Regions from separate parts of the Triticum aestivum genome. Here region 1 is linked to region 2. Evidence: chromatin contacts called from public Hi-C data. All regions are on one chromosome and are shown on one strand. Each heading gives the region's core, a stretch centred on a gene start, on an enhancer-like site or on the middle of the called end of the contact. The rest is flanking DNA. Distances are from core to core; before and after follow the strand shown. Region 1 holds the start of LOC123145738 (protein OPAQUE1). Region 2 holds the start of LOC123145731.

The links. A called contact is a pair of places that touch in the nucleus more often than the background predicts.
Region 1: a contact with region 2 is called in a Hi-C map of leaf, with 5 times the contacts expected there. The contact joins the promoter of LOC123145738 here to the promoter of LOC123145731 in region 2. A contact is called at or near these places in 2 of 5 Hi-C or Micro-C datasets (both in leaf).

The regions. Positions count from the first base shown.
Region 1 is chr6D:447,320,239-447,326,792 of IWGSC CS RefSeq v2.1, reverse strand. LOC123145738 (protein OPAQUE1) reads right to left here and starts at 2,259. Exons shown (of 38, transcript XM_044565221.1): 1 at 1,918-2,259; 2 at 647-796. The coding sequence starts at 2,040.
Region 2 is chr6D:446,398,310-446,405,440 of IWGSC CS RefSeq v2.1, reverse strand. LOC123145731 reads left to right here and starts at 2,466. Exons shown (of 16, transcript XM_044565211.1): 1 at 2,466-2,797; 2 at 3,332-3,409; 3 at 5,539-5,622; 4 at 6,065-6,747; 5 at 6,827-6,988; 6 at 7,077-7,131. The coding sequence starts at 2,785.

The sequences.
Region 1 (6,554 bases), core at 1,010-3,509, 920 kb before region 2:
TCGATAAAGACAAGTGGAAAAGTTGTCATACAAAGGCTCCCGTAACTGAAGCATAAAAACAGAAGTGCACCTATTTACCAAGTCATGTCAACAAATGAAGAAGAGAAGACTCAGAAGAGATTATAGTTAATGATTAAACTTGACAAATCGGAGGAACAGGAATTCGTCCCAAGTAATTCATCACAATTTTACACACGTTAATGCCTTTCATCCTTTGCATCTTTCCATATAGAATTATATAGTAGTATATGCATGAAACATGTTTCAACATTACCATGACTGGATAAATATAATTGCCGCAAAGCCTTGGCGCAGCGGTAAAGCTTGTGACCATGAGGTCACGGTTTCGAGTCCTGGAAACAGCCTCTTGCACAAATGCAAGGAAAGGCTGCATACAAAAGACCTGAAGTGGTCGGACCCTGCACAAACGGGAGCTACGTGCACCAGGCTGCCCTTTTTTAAACACACCATCGAGATGAGAGATGACCTTCCAAAGTATCCAATTTGATGAGACGTTTTTCCTATGTGTTATATTTTTAATACTGCATATATTTCAGTTTTAGTTTCAATGGATTTAGCAGGTGCCAGATTCACGTGATAAAAGTCTTTTCCATCAAATAAAAGAAGTGCTAGTAAAACTACTTACGTATATCTCATTCAATGCATATCTTCGCTTCAGATTGTATAGAACACCCGGTTCATTAAGATAGGTCAGTTTGGTCATGTCATCGACATGGCCCCCACCGAGATTTTCATCTGTGTCCCTAGGCAGCAATTTCTCCGGTAAAACTGAAATCTGAGAACAAAAAAAAGAAAGATAAATAAACTGAACAGATAAATTTCCATCAGAATAACCAAAACCAGGTCTTTGTAAACTTGTTAGACAGGAAGACAAATCTCAAAGATACTTCTCAAATTCTGTTAAAAGTGTTGAGCAAAAAATCATAGTATAAACTAAAATCCACCACCTAGCAGATCGCGTCAACATAATCTATCTGTGGACGGGACTCAAATTCTAACCAAGTGCAAGCCCCAAACAGCTCACTAAGAGGAGGGGTTCGAAACTAATGCTACACAAATTTGTACCCATTATATGTTCTTGATAAACATTTAAAAAGGCCAAGTTACCTACAAGTGAACGGGTCGGAGAATCTAATCAAAATAAAGAAAGGCATAAGATCAAAACAAACAAGCAGCATAACTCAAATGCAGCTCATACAGATAATATTCAACTGATGGCAATCCCCTGCCATCGAAATTCAAAATTGATCAGCACTAGCAATCCAGGGTAACTTGCAGAACTCCGTGTCTTCAAATGACCATACAATTATCCAAAAGTACTCTTACTGAAGCTTGGAGCCACTTCTACCACAATATAAGTCAGGCAAGTAACAACTCCTAACAAAATTCAAATCTAAACAGTAAAGTATTTCAAATTCTGATCGAATATACAATAAACTGTAAATGCTGCAACCTACAATCCAAATTTCCGACTAGAATTATCCGCTGCACTTTCAGGACCCAGTACAAAGTCGTACCGACAAAGCTACGGATTCAAATTAAATACCCACGATAGTGGGCCTACTTCCGCCAATTTGAATTGGCTTCTCCTCACCAGCGTAATTTGCACAAAAACAACTCCAAACCATTTCAAAAACAGGAATAGTAGGCTAATTTTTTTAACAATCCTCTGAACCAAACTAACGCCGGAACTCAAAACCACTCTCCGGCAGACTCGAATCCAAAAGCACGCAAACCGGTTCCACGTAACCAGTGTCCACATCCGTAGCCACGCTCGCATCCACGAGGGAGAGAAAAAATCCAAACGGCGCAGCGCAAACTTCAACCGCACGGAATGGGGGGCGACAGCGACAGAGGCAGAGGCAGGGGAGGAGGGGGAGGAGGGATTCGCGGCACCTTCTTCCGCTGGCTGGTGAGCACGACGACGGCGCTGCGGTCCTTGGCCTCGACCACCTCGGCCTCCACCCAGCCCTCCCCCTTCTCCTCGACCCAGACCTTGGACCCCTTCCGGTAGCTCATCCCGCCGAAACCCTAGGGGGGCCGCCCGGGGGCCCTCCCAGCCCTAGGCAGGCCCTCTCGAGGCCGGCGGCGCGGGCGGCGGCGAGCGCGAGGCGCGCGAGGGGGCGGGGGCGGTTCGGGCGCCGGGCGGGAGCGGCGCGTGCCTTATCGGAGCCCCGACTAGAGCGCCGCAGGGTGGACTCGTGGGCTCATGGCGAAATTTTTGCTTTGCCTTGGCGCTTCTTCCCTCTCGTGCGCTTTCTACTAGCGGACGAAAACAGTATATCACTGGAAATCCTGGATTCTTCGGAGTGGTTTCTGAAAATGAGCCTCGCGGACGTGGCACCGGAATTTGAACTGGCCAGGGCTGGATGCGTCATTTCCGCGGACGTGGCACCGGAATTTGAACTGGCCAGGGCTGGATGCGTCATTTCCGCGTGCGTGGCAGGCGCTTTCAAGGCGGTGGGCCGGTGGTGGGGCCTACGGGCAGAGGCTGTCCTCTTGTGTGGGGCGAGGCCGCCTGGGCCCACGGAGAGGTCCGGTCGGTTCAAACCGGCCGATCTGGCCTATTTAAAAACTTTACATTTTTGAATGCGTGGTGATGTTTTCAGGTAGGTCCCTGGCGTGCTCCGTATTTAGTAACGTGTCAAGGGCGGATGCGTAAACGGCTAGGTTGCGGTGGATGGTTGTTTTTTAGAGGAACCGTGAATGTATGTGTCGTGTAAAATTTAAACAAGCTTGCGGACAAGGATAGAATCTCATTTTTCAGTTTGATCACTGTAGGATATAAATAGAGTTCTAAGAAAAATAAAATATGACTTCAATATCTATAAAACTTACTTATGTACATACATGTGCCGTCGTGTCGACCTAACCTAAAACGGCCATCAGAATACAGAAAAAAATCCTACAGTTGGCACCCGACCAAGTTTTGTCCAACGCGACAACCATATGGATAACAATGAAAATTACTAAGACGGTTTGATACTCATAATTGCATCTCGAGTCGAATGATTGGGACCATTACATTCGATTGCCGATCCTAGTTCAACAACGAAATGGTAATTATGCATGCCTTCGGCATAGTAGATACTATAAATGCAGTTCAAAGACGTAAGATGGCTTCTTTGGGAACAAAAGCTTTTAATTGGATTTTAGCGGAGCCTATAAAGCAGTGAGCTTACGCAACATTGAGCCAAACATATGTGGCGACAAAAGGAGTTTTAAGTGAACTATTGCATTAACAACTCGTGACTAAACGGTGTTACTTGAAACACGCGGCTCATTTCTCCACCGAGCTTCCTTTTCGCGCGTGCCTGCTAGAATGATTTTGTATGTTCGCCACCTCTTGTCAGCTTCTCTCGGCACACCATGGAACACTCCAGTACAATCACCTCACATGGATGGATGAGCTTGCCCGCACGCCTCACATGATGACATCTCACCACAACTATTTCAGTCCCTCTCGATCATCTCCTACCCCACCCCATCCCACCACACATTAGTCACATGTGTACCTATTTGTTTCTATTCAACTCAACTATGTGTGCATGCCACTCTACATCTAGAAAGCTCTTACAATGAGCTTGCACTCACATGACATGCATTGTCGACGATACCACCCTCTCCCCTATGTAGAAGCAATAACGTCCTAATGTATGAAATCGACACCAATGTGTAAACCCATCATTATCTCGCAACAAGAAATATGAATCATGAACCATTTTGTGATTTGGTTTCCATCACAATTTTTGTACTATGATTGGATCATGTATTTTTATTTATACTTACAATATCATTTGGATAAGAACTCGATATGAAAACATGACCTAACTAAATTTTATCCAACCATTCTAAACTACCAAAAAAACGTCAATGGAATGAGTAGCCACCTTGCACTTTGTGACTGTGCATCTGAGAAGGGTACATCGTCGCCGCATGGGTGGATGACCTCACTCAAAGTAAATAGCATAAAACTATCACATTTGGGGCTAGGGTTCCGGAAAACTACCACTTTTTCAAAATTCCCTAAAACCTGCCACAAATTTGGTTTTTGATTTCAAAAAACACCAATGACTGAACGGTTAGGTGTTAACAAGGTTTATGACGAGGAGGGTCCACTCGTAAGTGTTGACTATTAGTTGACCGTTAAGGCCCACATGTCAAAAACCCAACCTGTTAATAACAAAAAATTGGAACTTTCCCCAATCAATAAATACAATGAGAACCACCCACTGACGAGTCACTGATGACCCACAAGTATAGGGGATCTATCGTAGTCCTTTCGATAAGCAAGAGTGTCGAACCCAACGACGAGCAGAAGGAAATGACAAGCGGTTTTCAGCAAGGTATTCTCTGCAAGCACTGAAATTATCGGTGACAGATAGTTGTATGATGAGATAATTCGTAACAGGTAACAAGTAACAAAAATAAACAAGGTGCAACAAGGTGGCACAATCTTTTTTGTCGCAAAGGACAAGCCTAGACAAACTCTTATATAAAGCAAAGCGCTCCCGTGGACACATGAGAATTGTTGTCAAGCTAGTTTTCATCGTGCTCATATGATTCGCGTTCGTTACTTTGATAATTTGATATGTGGGTGGACCGGTGCTTGGGTGCTGTCCTTCCTTGGACAAGCCTCCCACTTATGATTAACCCCTCCCGCAAGCATTCGCAACTACGAAAGAAGAATTAAGGCAAACCTAACCATAGCATGAAACATATGGATCCAAATCAGCCCCTTACGAAGCAACGCATAAACTAGGGTTTAAGCTTCTGTCACTCTAGCAACCCATCATCTACTTATTACTTCCCAATGCCTTCCCCTAGGCCCAAATAATGGTGAAGTGTCATGTAGTCGACGTTCACATAACACCACTAGAGGAAAGACAACATACATCTCATCAAAATATCGAACGAATACGAAATTCACATGATTACTTGTAACACCCACGATGCGGCTATATCTCCCACGTGTCGAGGCACGACTTAGAGGCATAACCACATTGTGGTTTTGTCGCAGGAAGGGTCATCTTCACACAATCCCATGTAATGAACAAGAATGGGATAAAGAGTTGGCTTACAATCGCCACTTCACACAATACATAAATAAATTCATACACCATTCAAGACACACACATAGGTCCGACTACGGAACCAAAAGAAAAGAAGACAACCCAACTGCTAGATCCCCGATCGTCCCAACTGGGCTCCACTACTGATCAATAGGAAAAGAAACATAGTAACGACCAAGGTCCTCATCGAACTCCCTGTTGAGTTCGGTTGCGTCACCTGCACTGGTATCATCGGCACCTGCAACTGTTTTGGAAGTATCTGTGAGTCACGAGGACTCAGCAATCTCACACCCGCGAGATCAAGACTATTTAAGCTTATGGGTAGGAAAAGGTAAGGTGGTGAAGCTGCAGCAAGCACTAGCATGTAAGGTGACTAACATACGTAAATGAGAGCGAGAAGAGAGGCAACGGAACGGTCGTGAAGCTAGTAATGATCAAGAAGTGATCCTGAACTCCTACTTACGTCAAACATAACCCGAAAGCCGTGTTCTCTTCCCGGACTCCGCCGAAAAGAGACCATCACGGCTACACACACGGTTGATGCGTTTTAATTAAGTCGAGTGTCAAGTTCTCTACAACCGGACATTAACAAATTCCCATCTGCCACATAACCGCGGGCACGGCTCTCGAAAGTTTATACCCTGCAGGGGTGTCTCAACTTAGCCCATTATAAGCTCTCACGATCAACGAAGGATAAACCTTCTCCCGGGAAGACCCGATCAGTCTCGGAAATCCCGGTTTACAAGACATTTCGACAATGGTAAAACAAGACCAGCAAAGCCACCCGATGTGCCGACAAATCCCGATAGGAGCTGCACATATCTCGTTCTCAGGGCACACCGGATGAGCAAGACGTCGGGTTGGCATAGACCCTGGTTGCCCAGGGGGCGCCGGACATCGCTCGGTTTGGACCAGCACTCGAAGGAGAACTGGCCCGGGGGTTAAAATAAAGATGACCCTTGAGTCTGCAGAACCCAAGGGAAAAAGGCTTAGGTAGGCAAATGGTAAAACCAAGGTTGGGCCTTGCTGGAGGAGTTTTATTCAAAGCGAACTGTCAAGGGGGTCCCATAAATCACCCAACCGCGTAAGGAACGCAAAATCAAGGAACATAACACCGATATGACGGAAACTAGGGCGGCAAGAGTGGAACAAAACACCAGGCATAAGGCCGAGCCTTCCACCCTTTTACCAAGTATATAGATGCATTAATTAAATAAGAGATATTGTGATATCCCAACATATCCATGTTCCAACATGGAACAAACTTCAACTTCACCTGCAACTAACAACGCTATAAGAGGGGCTGAGCAAAAGCGGTAACATAGCCAAGCAACAGTTTGCTAGGAAGGGTGACAAAGGTTAGAGGTTCATGGCAATTTGGAAGGCTTGATAAGCAAGTGGTAGGTAGCGCGGCATAGCAATAGAGCGAACAACTAGCAAGCAAAGATAGAAGTGATTTCG
Region 2 (7,131 bases), core at 1,217-3,716:
GGGGGCAGGGGCACCCGAAGGCACGTCAATTGTTTCTTAGCCATTTGCGGTGCCCCCCTCCACCGTTTACTCCTCCGGTCATACTGTCGTAGTGCTTAGGCGAAGCCCTGCGCGGATCACATCACCATCGCCGTCGTTCTGACGAAACTCTCCCTCGACACTTTGCTGGATCAAGAGTTCGAGGGACGTCATCGAGTTGAACGTGTGCTGAACTCGGAGGTGTCGTACGTCATGTACTTGATCGGTTGGATCGCGAAGACGTTCGACTACATCAACCGCGTTATACTAACGCTTCCGCTTTCGGTCTACAAGGGTACGTTGACACACTCTCCCCCTCTCGTTGCTATGCATCTCCTAGATAGATCTTGTGTGATCATAGGAATTTTTTTGAAATTGCATGCTACGTTCCCCTACAGAAAGAAGGGAGCATGCCATCACATATATCAGTCAGTACTCAATACTCACTGGATGCCAAAGTCAAGTGTCATGGAGATTATTTTCAAAATTCAGTTTCAGCAGCGCCTAGAGTCGTCATTGTTCTCATATTTCTCCACGAGCTGGATTCAAAGACCTCATGCCTACTAAATCTTGTACGCTAATGATTAAGCCGAGTATACTTTGCTATTCAGGCTAAAGGACTTCTAGTTGCTGCAGGGGTTGTGTGCATTGAGGTTCATGATGATTCATTACCAGCCATCCAACAAATGTTATATTTATATTCATCGACGAAGCACTCAAACGTTTACCTCGGTAAGTGTCCAGATGCCATCTATGCTCTAAGTTTCTTTAGTATCTATACATCTGGGCAGGACAGTTGACTTGCCAAACGGGTTAACACAACATACATCTGGTTATCACAACTGATGCTTTGTGTGACCGACTCGTGTAGGGCGAGTTCATAGCCAACTTACTATTAAAGTTGACCCATGGCAAGTTATTGCCGACTCCATGGTCAACTTGGTCACTAACATATCTAGCTAGTGTGAGTTAGATGGCCGCCTAGAGAAAGTTTCTCTTATCTATAGGATCCAAGTCAGGAGGCAGAAGTTGTTCGGTGGAGGCTTCATGGTGTACTTTGATCAACAATAAGTTGGATCATCGAACAACTGATGGTATTCCTTTGAGGTGAATATCCCCACGAAACACCTAGACAAAGGCCAGGTTCGGATTGACATGAGAAACTTCCGTGGAGGCCTTTGTGACATATAATGGTTGTTATCATATGACTATTATCTGAAGAGGATCTACCCAAGCAGCAATAAGCCTGAGCATATGGCCGATAACAATTATCGTCCTTAGCATGCACATCCGATGGAGTGTCAAAATTGTGCTTAAACATTACCCTAGGCAAAGTATTTTCTGGTACGCAAGCTCTGCCAGAAAACAAGGGGGCATGTGTTGACACAAGATTTTGGCATGGTGAAAACATGATTAATTAAGATGGACTCAAATGAAAACGTTCTCAACATGGCAAAGTTCTGTATCGTCAAAAGGAGCAACTTTGATGTCTGGGTCATCACCATCCAATCTCATCTAAAGGGCCAAAACTGTGCTTGAAGTACTAAAATTTTGTATTCAGAGTATTGTTTGTCCAATTACGCCTCCAAGACGGCCCCATATGAAAAAGTAGATTTTCGTCGTCACGTCGAAACGGGCGATTTTGATATAAAAATCGTCTTAATCCAAGATCATATGCAAAAGTTAGAGCCATCGGAGTGCGGCCCTACCACAAGCCAAAAAAGTGGTCCGTCCCATTAGACACCCATATAGCTGATGTGTGATGGCTAGCGTCACTAATTGCCTATTTTGCGTGAGCCATTCAGCCCGAAGATGGCCTCCAATCAAAAAATGTTCAACATGAGAGTTGTTCGTCTCATCGAATCGGTTAAATTTGCTTTTGGGCTCATTATCGTCCGAGGCCGTTTGTGGCCTGTGGGATCCAAAACTCGAACTGATGTCTCAGACTTAACTAAATCCGAGTACAATTAAAAAATGGAAAAAGTTCAAAAAAGTTACAAGTTTGAATTATTTTTTTAAAAACGTGGATTTGAAAAAGTTCAAAATTTTGTAAGAAGTTTACCAAATTTTGGGAAAAGTTCACAAAATTGAAAAACGTTCTGAAATTGGAAAATAATGACAAAATCTAAAAAATGAATTTTAGAATTTTTTTGCCCATTAAAAAAAGTAAAATGAATAAAAAACAGACAAAAGACCCGGTCTAGAAAAACTAGAAATAAAAAGAAAAAACACCAAAGCTTCCCAAAATCGGGATGAGTTTCTCGCTAAGTGCGTAAGATGGGCCAGCCCATTATGCTAGTGAGTGATTTGGGCATGGGCGTGAGTTACCAGATAAGCCTGTAACTTGGGGAGCTCTTATAGGGCGCTGGAGGCGCTCGCTAGCGAGCGGGTTCCTATACCAAATCCTATTTGGTGCCTTGAGCGCCCGATTTAGTTGTTTTTGCAATCGGGCGCATACCCCCCTCTCCTTCGTGTCGCGTATTTGGGCATGGCCCATTATCTCGCGTGAGCTACCCGACTGCTTCGTCCTACCCTGTATCCTTCCTCTCCTTCCCATCTTTTTCCCCTTCCTTCTGTCGCCTTCGCATCTCTCCCCGCACCGCCGCCGACTGCTTCTTCGTTTGCATTGATTCCGCGCGTTGGCTTCTTCTTCGTTTGGATCGATTCCCCGCGGCGGCTTCTTCTTGGTCTCCCTTGTTTTTCCGGTTGGAACCCTAGGCGGAGGCCAGCGCTAGGGTTTGGATCGAACCCTAGCCGGAGATCGCCATGGATCCAGATGGTTCGTGGTTTCTGTCCATCCAATTTTCTTGATGCTGCTTCATTCCATAGTGGTTGCGTTCATGCATGGTTGTATATGTGTAGGGGGCAGGGGGGTAGTGATCTGTGTGTTTGGTAGGGGTGCGCGGTGGGGATTGTAGGGTTAGTCATCAGTTTTTAGGTATGTTTTTGTGTTCATGTGCGTTCAGATCTGGGTGGTTTTTTATTGATCTGAAACAAGTTTTTCCAAATTTTCTAGTCAGATTCGTTCTTATTAAGTTCACGTTCTTGGGTTTCAATTTTGGGCATTTTGGACATTTAAATGCCCATCCTAGTAGTTGAGCAGCTACCACTATTTACTGTAATATGTGTGTATAAGTACATTAATGTTGTTTTTTCTACTACACTAGGTTAGCTAGATGTGGTGTTTAATACAGACCTTGGCATTTTTTGAAGACTCTTGATGTTCTTCCCAATAGCAGAAGTAATATGCTATGTTTTTTTTGCCATCAGATGATGCTCACTACATTTTTCATGTGCACTTCTTTTTTTGCAGTACCAGATGGTATTCAAGATGCGCAAGACGAATATATACAACAGGTGGATGCAAATGGTCTTCATGATGACCAAGGCGGTATGTTCTTACTCCATCACTCATGCAGCCCTGTTTTGTGAGTTTATCAATTTTTTGTTCAAATCAGATTTGTTCTTTTTTGGCGTTTCTTTTTGCTCAAATGTCCGTTGACCTTATTCTAGTTCTGATCAAGCCATCTAGGGGAACAAAATCTGTTAAGGGATGGATTAGCATTTTGGTTAGGTTAGTTTTTAAGAGATTGTTTTCAGGTCGGTCATACATAATCACAGAACAACTTAGGGTTAATTTCCAATCCATGTTCTGTGTGGTCCGATATGATTCACATTTTTTTGTGAGGATGTGTGAATAATAACTTGTGGAAAAATCGAACAACATTATTTTTCTACATAGCGATGATTCTAATGTTGCTTGTATTGTTAGGATTCTTAGGATGTCCTTCCATAGCCAAACTTGCACCAGTCATATCTTTTCAACCATTCGTAAGGTTAAATGTTGTTATATACTATGTAAAATGCCCTGGAAAATGTGTAGTTCCCATAAGTGGTACTATTTTTCTGTTTAATCATTTCTAAAATAATGCTTAGGGTGCAATCTTAATTAAATGTCTTAATCAATTGAGCGGTACGCTTTATCTGGAAAAGAAAAAAAATGTTAGGGTCGAAGATGGGTTGAACACACAAATGGAAAATGGTTTGGATTGGCTTGGGTGGAAGAGAAAAATGGTTTGGTGCCGCCTAGGTTCTGAAGTATGGTTTTTTGGGTTTGGTGGGGTTTTTGCAAATTTGTTTATACTGTGTGGTTTCTATTTTCTAATTGTCAGTCACATGAATTAATTATTATTTTTCTTTGTGTCAAACAAAGCTAGACTTGAAATTTCAAAGTGGGACATACTTAGTAGAATGGGCAAATAATAAAAAATGCTTGAATGGTGAAACATTACTCTTTATATTAACTGAATTTGAGTGGCTTCCAGACTCGAGATCCTTGTCTCAAAATGGCTATATGGTGGCTAGTAGGCACATTGTATTCTGAAGAAGGATTTTGTTTGCAGTTTGTGATGTAGCTTTTGTTTCCCCTCTTTTGCTTTGTCTAGAGTTTAGATCATAGTGGCCTGGTTCGCGGTATGATGGAAAGACGAGGGGTCACCGTGAACCATATGGATGGATGGATGGGGGAACGATCCCAAATCAAATCAGTAAATGCTGCGTAATGTAGATTGCACGAAGAAGATCTCCTACAATAACGCCTATAGTCATAGGCAGTTAGTCAGTCAGTCCTAGGGATCGAGGATGATTTCGTTATTTTGATCTTGTATAGTCGGAGGAGTCATTAGTCGTAGTGGCAGGACCCATCCATCAATCTGAAGCAACAAGCAAGCCATCTACATACCTGTAGGTCTGCCTGAGGATTACTGAACAAATTGGACACTTTTACTGTTCAAGCTGAGCTTCCCTTTGTTTTTCTATGTGTTTCATCTCTAAATCTCTCTCCCTCTTCTCGGAATTCCCTCTTTGCAAATCTGAATATAATTAAATTGCATGTATAATTTTAGGGCATGATGAAATGCAAATCTGAATTGCAAACATCAATCTGTGTATTAAAAATACCGGTGCAAAATGTAAGATTATGTACAAGTATTTTTAGACGATATCCAATAAACTATTTACTTGCAAAATTCATTTTTCATTTTCTTTTTTCATATGCATGTCTTAGCAAGTGGTCGCCAATCGGCTGGTGAGAGAAAATCAAGTTCATGCTAGAAAATTGCTTCTTGCGATACGTAATTGCCTTATTTATCTTGTGGATCTTTTTTTAAGATTTGCACTGTTGCTTGCATTTCTTCTAGCTAGCATTGCTGGGCTGTTAGTTTGTGGTGTACTAGCCACACATATAGTGATAGCTGAGTTGCCATATAATAGCTCAGTTGCCTCGTGTAGTATCATATGCTCTGACTCTGTATTTTTCCTATAGTTATTATATTTTGTTTAGTCCAACTGGTGATCCTGTTATGTTATAGTTACCGCTGCTACCTGAATCCATGAATGTTTTGCTACAGTTTCTTGTCAATGGACTTTAGTATGTTATGGTTTTTCTATATTATCTTGAATATCATATATTCACAACTAGTTATTGTTTTTTAATAATTCTTGGTAAAATTGTATTTGTAGCACAAGAACGAGGCCAAGTTGAACAACCAGAAGGGGACGAACCATTTCAACATATTCCAAGAGGTCTTCGCAATGACTCAGGTGGTATGTTAGTTTTTCTCTTTTCATTTTTCTAGTTTTCAAATTTGGTATAGTATGATAGTAGATCAAATTGCTGGGAAAACATTTTTTTGTGTCAGTTTTCTGGTCTTAGCATATGCTTGTATATTCATTTTTGTAAGTTGTCTTGTTTGAATGTTTAGTTTGTGTCTTTTTTTAATCATGTGTAGGTCACATTTTTTTCCTTCTCTGTAATAACATGTTTTCTTCTCATTTTTCTTCAACTACTTCTTCGACTAATCATTTTTATCTAAATTCTTGTTTTTATGTGTGTTTTCGTATAGTTCAATATAGGTACTTTGTTTTGCTGGTCCTCTAGCATTTTTTGTGATACTCTATCGGGTTATGATTTTTTCATATTTCATATTTATTTATTTATTATCTAGTTTTTGCACTGTCTTATAAGTTGTTGTTATTTTTTTCGTAGCCCGAGTGTTCCCTAGGAAGTTGTGCAAGCCTACATACATTACCAGACTGTCTTTCAAGCGTTGGAACAAAACTGTTAAGAAGTTTAGTGACATTCAGCTAGGTCATGTGACAAAGTACAAAATGGAAGCTCTGCTTCATATGCCAAACAAACTTAAAATTCCAATGAATCTGCTTGAATGGATAGATCAGCATATGTTTGGAAGTAAAGAGCCATGTTTCAAGCATAAGAATAAAGTTATCAAGATTACTAATGATATGGTCAACAAAATTTTCGATTTCCCTGGTGGCACCGAGCCTTTTATATTCAGTAGTGATGATCCCCAAGTGAAGGCAGAGGTTTCAGAGTTAAGGAACAAGTATGTTGATCATCGGAACAAAATGCCAATCAACAAAATAGAGGAGGTGATGCTTAGTGACGAGACAGAAGATGGTTTTATCAGGAGCTTCACATTTTATTTCCTATCATCTATCTTGTGCCCTGCATCATACTGCTTTGGCAACATGAAGTTCTTGTACTCTCTAAGAGATGTTTCTGCTATCCCTTCACTTGACTTTGGGAAATTGGCACTGGATTTCATGCGTGAGGAATTAGAGCGTCACTTTGAAATGATCATGAACAGGCCAACTATTGAGGAAATGAACAAGTCTTCATATATTAGGGGATGTCTTCCTATTTGGGGAGTAAGTTCAAACTTCAATTCCACTATTTTCTATCTTTCCACTTTTTATTTTACTGACATGTTTATTTTCTAAATGGCAGATCATTTATCTGGATTTTGTTGATTTTGATTTTATTGAGAATCACCAGTCAACTGTGGATTACTCTCTTCCTCGGATATCTCATGTGAAGACTGAAGATTTCAAGTATCTTGCAATGGTTGATAGGAATTATGAGTCTAGGAAAAATTACGGGGTTTTACCAGTAAGCATCATATACTGTATTTCGATTCATGACTTATCTTTTTAGTTCCAGTATTTATTTTCATCATTTGTTCCACTACAATTTGTAGCTGCGCAACATATCACGCACCCCATATGCCAATGAGGCGCCTATTAATAATGCTC